3 separate regions of the Mus musculus genome follow, and all the other regions are linked to region 1. The links are chromatin contacts, called in public Hi-C and promoter capture Hi-C maps. All regions are on one chromosome and are shown on one strand. Each heading gives the region's core, a stretch centred on a gene start, on an enhancer-like site or on the middle of the called end of the contact. The rest is flanking DNA. Distances are from core to core; before and after follow the strand shown. Region 1 holds the start of Sox3 (SRY (sex determining region Y)-box 3). Region 2 has its middle 49 kb from the start of Gm14661. Region 3 has its middle 80 kb from the start of Gm14661.

Evidence for each region. Promoter capture Hi-C pulls out the DNA fragments that hold promoters and counts their contacts. A called contact is a pair of places that touch in the nucleus more often than the background predicts.
Region 2: a promoter capture Hi-C map of neural stem cells shows a contact between it and region 1. The contact joins the enhancer-like site here to the promoter of Sox3 in region 1. A contact is called at or near these places in 3 of 39 promoter capture datasets (liver, neural stem cells and stem cell-derived epiblast-like cells), 7 of 115 datasets of contacts at active chromatin or transcription factors (astrocytes, embryonic forebrain, embryonic stem cells and 2 more) and 1 of 9 other capture datasets (embryonic stem cells).
Region 3: a contact with region 1 is called in a Hi-C map of stem cell-derived motor neurons, with 4 times the contacts expected there. The contact joins the enhancer-like site here to the promoter of Sox3 in region 1. A contact is called at or near these places in 3 of 39 promoter capture datasets (embryonic stem cells, liver and stem cell-derived epiblast-like cells), 1 of 484 Hi-C or Micro-C datasets (stem cell-derived motor neurons), 7 of 115 datasets of contacts at active chromatin or transcription factors (embryonic forebrain, embryonic midbrain, embryonic stem cells and 1 more) and 2 of 9 other capture datasets (embryonic stem cells and embryonic trunk).

Annotation. Positions count from the first base shown.
Region 1 is chrX:60,891,693-60,895,098 of GRCm38.p6, reverse strand. Sox3 (SRY (sex determining region Y)-box 3) reads left to right here and starts at 1,669. Exons shown (of 1, transcript NM_009237.2): 1 at 1,669-3,406. The coding sequence starts at 1,669. The coding sequence ends at 3,021. Gm38438 (predicted gene, 38438) reads right to left here and starts at 1,446. Exons shown (of 3, transcript NR_155290.1): 1 at 1,347-1,446; 2 at 218-497.
Region 2 is chrX:60,748,775-60,752,041 of GRCm38.p6, reverse strand. No RefSeq gene overlaps it. Among named protein-coding and RNA genes, the nearest start is that of Gm14661, 49 kb to the left of the region's middle. Within about 2 kb of position 1,356, at least 1 of the 459 cell types and tissues checked has an H3K27ac peak or open chromatin away from gene starts, as enhancers often do. A contact at or near this core is called in neural stem cells, where this site is marked.
Region 3 is chrX:60,717,907-60,721,144 of GRCm38.p6, reverse strand. No RefSeq gene overlaps it. Among named protein-coding and RNA genes, the nearest start is that of Gm14661, 80 kb to the left of the region's middle. Within about 2 kb of position 1,269, at least 13 of the 459 cell types and tissues checked have an H3K27ac peak or open chromatin away from gene starts, as enhancers often do. A contact at or near this core is called in stem cell-derived motor neurons, where this site is marked.

The DNA of each region.
Region 1 (3,406 bases), core at 420-2,919:
AATTAGTGCATGAGAGAAAGAGACAGAAGCCGGGAGTACAGGCATCCCAAATCACCTCATTTAGTATTATCGCTGAAAAGCTAGACGCCTGGAATTCTCTCTCTCTCTCTCTCTCTCTCTCTCTCTCTCTCTCTCTCTCTCTCTCTCTCTCTCTCACACACACACACACACACACACACACACACTTAGGGCATGTGCTTTTCTTTAGGTTTCCCACCTTTCCACCAAGCTAAAGGAGGAAGCGGGAATCCAGTACTGCGCGGACACCTTATTTCGGTTTCTGCCACATCTGCCCAGATGGCTTCCTATTCCCTCCAGCAGCCTCCGAGGGCTTCAAGAGTTTTCAAACGCCATGCCACTTGCTTGAGCTGGCAGCGGAGAATGTCCGGGTTCCCTCTCCGGGCAGCGGAGGTTTCTCTAGATGGTAGTCCTTGGCAGATAACCCAACAAAGTGCCTGAAGGTCCCACTCTGCTTCTCCAGCCTTCGGTCAGAAAGGCTGTAAAACAAGAAAGGAGAAGCAGAGTCTGTTAGCACAGCCCGCTTGGGGGGGGGGGGGAGCGCGGCTGCGTGCCGAGAGCCGCTCGCAGCGGTCGTAGCAGGTGCGCGGTCGGAGGAGGGGCGGTGCACCCGGAGCAAGGCCTAGGCTCAGCTCCGGCCACCCCCCCCCAAACTTTTCTTTTACTGCGAGAGGCTCCGTGTTGCCATGAAAACGGATTTTCCAAGGGGCCCGACCCTCCCCCTCAGGAGCATCGGACTGGAAAACCCGAAATGGCCAGACAGCAGAGACAAAAAGGGGCCTCTAAGCAGGGGCCCAGAGCGAAAAAGTGAAGGCTCGTTCGCCCTTTGCATCCTAAACCCGCTCCCCAGGAGCTACGTTCGAGCGCCTCCCCCGGGCACAGGCCGAGGCCACTCCCCACTCGCACTGGCAAACCCCCCATGGAGCCTCACAGCCAGGTGCGCTAGCAGTCCCGCTCCCCGGCCCCCGCCCCTCTCTCGGTCCTGCACGCAGTGGCCCTCGGGGTGGAGGGTTCAGGCAACCGGCTACCATCAATTCCAAGGAAGGCTTCTCAGTGGCTCAGCGTAGCGCACCTCCGTTATACACTCAACGTCCCAAGCATGCCTGGACTGCTAGAGGTCCCCAGTGTCCTTAGCGCTGGCAACAGCAGGGTTTGGAGGTCCTCCGTGCAGACGGCGGGCGGGGAGCTTTCCAGGTGGGCCATGGGATGGGGCGCTGGTCAGCCTAGTCGAGTCTGCAAAGTTGTTTCCGAACCCCGCGGGCGCTCCTCTGCCCCTCCTCCCCCCAGTCTCGCTTGCTCGCGCGCCCTCTTCCCCCCTCCTCCCTCACCTCCTCGGGTTTCTCGCTCTTTCAAACTTTTTGAGACCCTAATTGGTGGTCTCAGAGCGGGTCTCGTGGACTCCCGCCTCCTGAAAAAGCTCTCATCACGTCACTCGACCCAAGAGGGGTCTGGAGGGTGAACGAAAGGGCTCCCCGAACTTTTTTTTCCAAGCTGGGCCACAGGGGGCTCGGTGTTGATTGGCCAGGACTCATCACGGCGAGCCTGTCAATCACGAGGCCCACGGGTGGTGAGGGGGCGGACCGAGCCCCAACCCTCCCGGATCTGAGCAGGTATATAAGGGACCGGGCAGGCTTCCCGGGCAAGCTGCGAATGCGACCAGCTCGAGAGAACGCATCAGGTGAGAGAAGCCCGCGAGTTCCCGCCGACTTTGCGCGGAGCCCTTCGGCTAGCCTGCCCTTCCCGCCTGAGCTGCCGGCCCGCCGGCCCCTGAGCACCACTCCGACGGAGTCCCCCGGCCTTTTCACGGTGGCCGCTCCAGCCCCCGGAGCGCCGTCTCCTCCCGCCACGCTGGCGCACCTCCTTCCCGCCCCGGCGATGTACAGCCTGCTGGAGACTGAACTCAAGAACCCCGTGGGGCCGCCCACCCCAGCCGCGGGCACCGGCGTCCCCGCAGCTCCCGGCGCTGCAGGCAAGAGTGGCGCGAACCCAGCCGGCGGAGCGAACGCAGGCAACGGGGGCAGCGGGGGCGCGAACGGCGGCGGTGGTGGTGGTGGCGGCGGGGGCAGCGACCAGGACCGCGTCAAGCGACCCATGAACGCGTTCATGGTGTGGTCCCGCGGGCAGCGGCGCAAGATGGCCCTGGAGAACCCCAAGATGCACAACTCCGAGATCAGCAAGCGCTTGGGCGCCGACTGGAAACTGCTGACCGATGCGGAGAAGCGGCCGTTCATCGACGAGGCCAAGCGACTGCGTGCGGTGCACATGAAGGAGTACCCGGACTACAAGTACCGGCCCCGCCGCAAGACCAAGACGCTGCTCAAGAAGGACAAGTACTCGCTGCCCGGCGGCCTCCTGCCCCCGGGCGCCGCCGCAGCCGCCGCCGCTGCCGCCGCAGCCGCCGCCGCCAGCAGCCCGGTGGGCGTGGGCCAGCGCCTGGACACGTACACGCACGTGAACGGCTGGGCCAACGGCGCCTACTCGCTCGTGCAGGAGCAGCTGGGCTACGCGCAGCCCCCGAGCATGAGCAGCCCGCCGCCGCCACCCGCGCTGCCTCAGATGCACCGCTACGACATGGCCGGCCTGCAGTACAGCCCCATGATGCCACCCGGCGCCCAGAGCTACATGAACGCCGCCGCCGCCGCTGCCGCCGCCTCGGGCTACGGGGGCATGGCGCCCTCCGCCGCGGCCGCCGCCGCCGCCGCCTACGGGCAGCAGCCCGCCACCGCTGCCGCCGCGGCCGCCGCCGCCGCCGCCATGAGCCTGGGCCCCATGGGCTCCGTGGTGAAGTCGGAGCCCAGCTCTCCGCCGCCCGCCATCGCTTCGCACTCGCAGCGCGCGTGCCTCGGCGACCTGCGCGACATGATCAGCATGTACCTGCCACCTGGCGGGGACGCGGCCGACGCCGCTTCTCCGCTCCCAGGCGGCCGGCTGCACGGCGTGCACCAGCACTACCAGGGCGCCGGGACTGCGGTCAATGGAACGGTGCCGCTGACCCACATCTGAGCTCCGGCCCGCGCTCCCAGCTCTTCGCCCCCACCCCGCCCCACACCCCCCACGTTGGGACGCCTTGCTGTTTAGCTTTGCTCGCCTGGGACCGTTGCCTTGTACCGAAGATGAGGAGGACCGAAAGTTTGGCCGTAACTGTCGGGGTTTTGTACAAAAGCGAGAAGTCCCGAGCAGCGGAAATGGGACTTGCTAGAGCCGCTGGCTTCTGACCACTGCCCCTCCCTCCCCCTCTGGCTGGGAATCGCTGTGGTGTTTGCGGAGAAACCGCGGCCCCTTCCTCTTCCCGGATTCCTAGGTTCTTCTGTTGCAGTTGAAAATGTCTTGTTAGTTTGCTATTAATCGAGAACTGAGTGAGGTTGCCCGCCCCCAAGAACTGCAATGC
Region 2 (3,267 bases), core at 107-2,606, 140 kb after region 1:
CTTGTGACTGAAGTTGCTCGCATCACTACTGGCTCACCTGAGTTGTGGTGTGCATTGATATTTTTTACTCTCTTGCTGAATAATATCCAATGGTATGGATATACTACAGATTCACTATTCACCCATTAATGATTATTTGGGTTCTTTCCAATCTGAAGCAATTCTAGATGAGGTGTCTATAAACTTCAATGTTTAGGTGTTTTTGTATGGACATGGGTTTTTACTTCTCTGAAATGAATAATCAAAAGTGATTACAGGTTACATGGAGTAATTTTATAACAAAACCAAACACCATGCCTTTGCTAGGTTTCTAGTGATATGACAAGATATCATGACCAAAACGACTTGGGGAGGAGAGGGGTTATTTTAGCCTACAGTTCAACATCAGAGTCTATCAGCGAGGGAAGTCAGGGCAGGATCCTGGGACAGGAACTGAAGCAGAGGACATAGAGAAGTGCTGCTTATTGCCTTGCTCCTTATGAGTTGTACAACTGGCTTGCTTACAGCATCAAAGTGCACAGCCCAGGGGCGGTGGCACCTACAGTGAGCTGCCCGCCCCCCCCCCCCCCAGTAATAATCAATCGAGAGAATGCCCTGCAAGTTTGCCCACAGGCCAATCTTAGGGAGATATTTTCACAGTTAAGATGCCCTCATCCCAGATATGGCCCTAGCTTGTGTGAAGAAGACAATAAACTAACCAGTACACTATCAGGTGGTATGAAAGAAAAGCTGTAATTTATAGATTTGGTTGGTTGTTTTTGCCTTTTTTCTATGTCTCTAATAATGCCTGATGCTGACATCAGTCCTGGGAAACATATTAGGGATTTTGGAGTGATTCTTAAATTCTGGTTCTTTTCCACTCAGTGATCCTGAATAGGAACCTCAACCTGCCACTAAAGTCATTTTCTGTTCTTTAGTTTCCTTCAATCTTCTTACTTATCCATCTTCTTGTAAAGCAACTTACACCTATCTCTAGCGTGTGTTTTCCCATCTATAAATAAAAATATTTGTTTGAATTATAATAGTGGCTCTTAAGTTTTTCATCACCCAGGATTTCCTTTGTTTTCTTTGTAAACCATGTGCCTTTTCAACTATGAAATTTCTCACTTGATGAGAAAAAAAAATTAGCTTGTTTCACTACTAAAAACTTTGTATCACTTTCACAATTTCCAATCAATTCTCCAAATGGGTGCATCTGTGTGATTAACTCCAGCCTACAGCAAACGTTACTGACATTGTCGTTGATCTGTTCAGCCTTAATGTGGAGAAGGGCCCGATCCCCTCTATGCTTCTCAAGTCTTGACAATCCCTCTGGAGTCCCCTTGTGACTGCCAGTGCCTCCTGGCTGCTGACCACTGTGTGAGTAATCTCAAAAGAATCTTGCACTTCTGCCAATCTTTGATTCCTAAAGTACAGCACTGATCATGTAACTCTCCTGTTGATTATTCTGGAAGGGTTCCCCATTGTCTCCTAAATTAACCATAAACTGCTTAGCCTGGAATTCAACGCCTGCCATGCTCCAGCCCTAACATAATGTGAATTTTTTCCTTTTTTTTTTCAAATTATGAACTGACAGTCGTGCTTGCATGAACAACAAACTATTAAGTCCCAGCATACATGCAGAGTTTACTGTTCTAATCACAAATAAAACTGACAACAAAGTTAATCTGACACATATTTAATGATATACCTAATGGTTATTGTGTTGGGTGGTAATTAGTCATAAATGGTAAGCAGTTCGCATAAATGATTGTAATTAGTATTACTTTTCCACACCCAGACCAATTTTTCTAGTTTCCTTTCTTACTATTAGTTCCTCAGCATCCCTAATCAGCATCAGTGCTGATAATTTTCGCTGATACCATGTACCATTTAATCATCAGCATCACATACATGCACACACTCTTCCATACATTATGAGACAAAAGGTCCTGGCTCTTCCTCTCCAGCAGCTGAGGTTTTGTTGTTCCCCACCCCCACTGCCTCCTAGTGTCTGGGACTAAGACAGCCCCCCCCATCCCCGTCATAGGCCCTTTGCTTTGTCTCCTTCATCCTGCCCACCCCCTTCTTCTACTCATCCCTATACTTAAGGGTGCTCTGAATTGTTCATCTCCCATTCAGTACTAAAACCCATGATGAGGCTACAGAAATCTATAACTAGACTGCTATAAAGAACCATGTCATGTTCACCAGGCTGTAGTGTGGGGTCATTAGGGGTATTTTAGGGTTGTCAGTACTTGATAGACAGTATTACACTGGGATGTAACACACTCAAGGAGGGAAGAAGTTTCAGAGAAGAGAGCGACCATATAAGTATATAATTATAGCTAAAACTTTAAATTTTTAAATACAAATGCTAAAATTGGTGTGAATAAGTGGCCAATTATGCAGCTTTTGGAAATACTTCAGTGATGGTAAGTCAGCACTTTCATTTTCTGCATTACATGCAAATTCTCCTTCCAGAACTAGACATCATAGCAATAAGAAAGTGGTCATATTTTTCTTTTCTTTTTTTAAAATATTTTTATTACGTATTTTCCTCAATTACATTTCCAATGCTATCCCAAAAGTCCCCCATACCCTACCCCCACTTCCCTACCCACCCATTCACATTTTTTGGCCCTGGCATTCCCCTGTACTGGGGCATATAAAGTTTGCGTGTCCAATGGGCCTCTCTTTCCAGTGATGGACGACTAGGCCATCTTTTGATACATATGCAGCTAGAGTCAAGAGCTCCGGGGTACTGGTTAGTTCATAATGTTGTTGCACCTACAGGGTTGCAGATCTCTTTAGCTCCTTGGATACTAAGAAAGTGGTCATATTTTTCTTACAGGCTCATTTTGTGACAGTTAACAAGCCAGAACCTCTCTAGTACATCCTTTGTAGATGATATTTCCATTTGTCTTGCCTCAAAATGCAGTAGCCATTATTGTTATGTGTGAGCAAGCTCTCCTGTCTCCAGTCCTATAGACAGTGTTTCCTAAGTAACACCATCATCTTTTGCTGCACCCCACTGTCATCATCTTAATTCAGACCAGCAGCTTCTCTCATTTAGACTACTGCAAGAGGATTCTAATTAACTTTCTTTCCATTCATTTATTTCTTTGAGTGGCAGGCAGAAGGATTGCTAATTGCTCTAATATCACACAATATAAGATAAAACATTTTTTAAAAGTGTGTATGGGCCAGAGATTAAAGATACTTACAATTAAAGATCTTAACAATCTAAATTCATTTAATCCCTGGACTCTACATGATAGAAGGAGT
Region 3 (3,238 bases), core at 20-2,519, 170 kb after region 1:
AAGTCACACCAAAAATTCCTTTTAATAGGGGAAGTTTTCAGATGCAATATAGGCCTCTCTGTTATCTTTGATTTTCAGGTGAACAATGAAAATTTTATAAGTATGCCATAAAATTGCATGGAACAAATTATATTAAACAGTTACTTCTCTAAAGTCGAAATTTAAGAGAGTGTTTTATATTTCCCTTTGCTAAATCTGGCAACCATATTAAAAAAAACTATATTCATTGGTTACTTGGGGGACCATAACTGATTCATTGGGATGTCTCAAGTTAAAGCCCAGGAGATTCCCTATGTACACATTTGGTGTTCAATAAATGTTGGCTGAATTGATTACAAAAGACTGACTATTAATAGCTATCTTTTGGCCATTGATTGTCTAAAGACATGAAAATGGACTTAAAGTAGGCTTAGAAAGATTTTCAACAATAAGGCAGCCACCAAAAAGAAGTCTCTGATTAACCCTTTATGAACCAAACAGGAAAAGCACACTTGGTCTGGAGAGCATCTCCCTGTGCTAACGAAAGACACCTGAAATTTATCCTTATTTATACATCCATGGTTCCTAAAGTATTTTGCTCAAAACTTAACCATCAACACCCCTGTGTGTGTGTGTGTGTGTGTGTGTGTGTGTGTGTGTGTGGTGTCTATCTTGTCTGCCTGTGTGCATATGGGAGAATGATGAGAAGTAGGCACAGGAGAGGCAAGGCGAGAAATGTAATGCCAATGAATAGGAAACAAAACACTTGAAAACTTTTCTCCCTGATACATTTCATGGAGAGTTAATGGCTTTTTTAAAGTACTTTCAAAATCTGAATTGGTCAGGGCCGAGTAACAGGCACAAATATGGCCTCTAGTGTTCTCTTAACGGTGGGTTCAAACGAAGACACTCTTCTGCATGCTATTTAAGAAAGGGCAGAGGAGCCAATGTGATGTTTAGTTTCTTGGAGGAAACTGAAAAAAAATAATCCCATATTACCACAATACAGCATGAATTCAATGCAAATGGAAAAGACTGGTGGCTTATTAATAGGCTCTCCCTGTAGCAAGCTGGCCTTCCCGGCTTCAGTTTGAAATTGATTATTTTAATACAGAATTCCTGAATGAAAGAGGTTCTTGGCCTTTTCCTGGGCTGTTGAATAATGTATGTGGGAGAAAGCAAATAGCAGCAGAGGGTCTCAGCTGCGGGAACAATGGCGCACACCCAGAGCTGAGGGGGCACGTTAGTTTATCATCGCCTTGTCAATCCTCCTAGCCTGGGAATGGCGGGGCAGCCTGGAAAGCAGCAGCTGCCCGACGTGTGGTGAACTGACCGGGGCACTTTAAAGAGACGACTCCATTTACCCATCTGAAAACAAGATATTGATTTTCCTCCAGCACTGGAGAGAAAAGAGCCGTCCTGAAAATATATGGAAACCACCATTTATCTAGGCTCCTCCCCCACCAATCACACCACCCCAACTGTTTTCTTGGCTTCCTCTCCACAAAGTTCCATTTTTCCCTTATTCACCTGGAGTGGGAAGAAAGCAGCCCCCTTTTTCTGCCTTCTGTGAAAACACTGCACAGAGTACTTTCAGGCTGAAACCGGAAAAGTACGTAATGGCTGGCATAGGGGGATATATTTTATGAATTAGAAATCAATTTTTTCCATCCACATGGAAATAACATATTACAGTAAACTTCAGGCTGGCACTTTATGGCTCTCTAACCTCAAGCTGTGTGCATCTTAAGTCGTTAAGGCAAAGCTCCTAGCACCCTAGAACAATAACAACCCTCCTCAGGATGACTTTATCATAAGATTTTTTTTTCCCACACATAAAAGCCTAGAAGATCCAAGGACCCAGATCAGATGGGGAAAATGTAGCTTGTTTTGCCATAGTAAGTATCTGTAAGTACCCCCTTAGAACTGCAGGAGTTAAAATCAACGTGCTAAGAGCACAGGGAGAAGTGGACTTCTGAATTGAGGCAGCCAGAAGGCCAGGCACCCAGGAGATGACTAGAACTACTCCACAGGCTTCAAGAGATTGCAAGTGTGCTATTTGAGGTCAATTCTGATTTCTTTAATTGCTTGTATCTTCACTGCTCAAAACGCCTACCAAACACAGAAGACGGGCTGCTCCACGTGGTGCATCTTTCTCCACAGCGAGCAAGGGAGCGGGTGAATGAAAGGACCTGTTCAATTTCTTGTGGAGATGGCCACTCCAAACAGAGTCCTTTAGTCCTATACCTTAAATACCGCTTTTTTTTTCCAATTTTTCTTTCTTTTATTTCTCTGGAAAATTTCTTGTCCCAATCACCATCATGGAATCCAAGGGGAAAAAAAGAGTGGGGGCAGGGTAGGATAAAGAGGAAACTGGAAAACAACTCCTGCAAAGTAAATAGGAACACTCCAGCTTGGCTGCAGGGAAAGGTAGGTCGGAGGCAGCAAGTGTAGGCTGTCACCCAGGGTGTTTACCTCACCAGGATCCAGAAATGCAGGCTGAAGCCAGTGATTGAGCAAGCCCCAGTGGTTGAGCTCTCTGTTATGCTAAACAAGCACCGAGGTGGACTGGCTTAACCATCTGCTGGAGACATGCATAAATCCAGGGAAGGTAGAGGGGTTCCGTGCACATATAATGTGCGATACATGGGTAAAGGCAAAGGCACCTCATTACAGAGCAGCAGAAAGCCACCTGAGAAGAGAATGTGGCGGGTACAGATTACAGCTCCAGTTATTATTAGTGTTAATAACCGCACGCAGGGGAACTCCAGGTTCTCTTGTTATTCATCAGATGCAAAGCAACTGGGAGGGCTGGCTCAGCCACTCGTATTTTCTAACATTTGTCTGATTTTATGACATCTTCCCCACCTGGGCAAGCACAGGGTGATGCAGCACGCCCCTCTCAAGTGAGCACTTGATTGCACCCTGGCGTAAATATTTGTTTTTAAATCTAGGAAAAGTAAAATAGAGAGGAAAATCGCTACCAGCCAGGTACCATGCCATGCTCACACTGGAGTTTCTCTGCTCATTTCCCTCCTCCCCTCACTGGCTTTGTAAGTTGTAGCGCCTTGCTTCTCATTTGACGTGTAGGTAAATTTAAACGGTTGAGTACTCTTTGTTCTTCTGAATAAGAAGTATATCTTTAAAAAGTTTAGGAGGAAATTAAGATTAACTTTGTTTGTGGTAAAATAAAAAGCCTTGACCATTTAGAGACATGTTCATTCTGAAAACAGAACGGGGGTGGGGGAGGGGAAAGAGC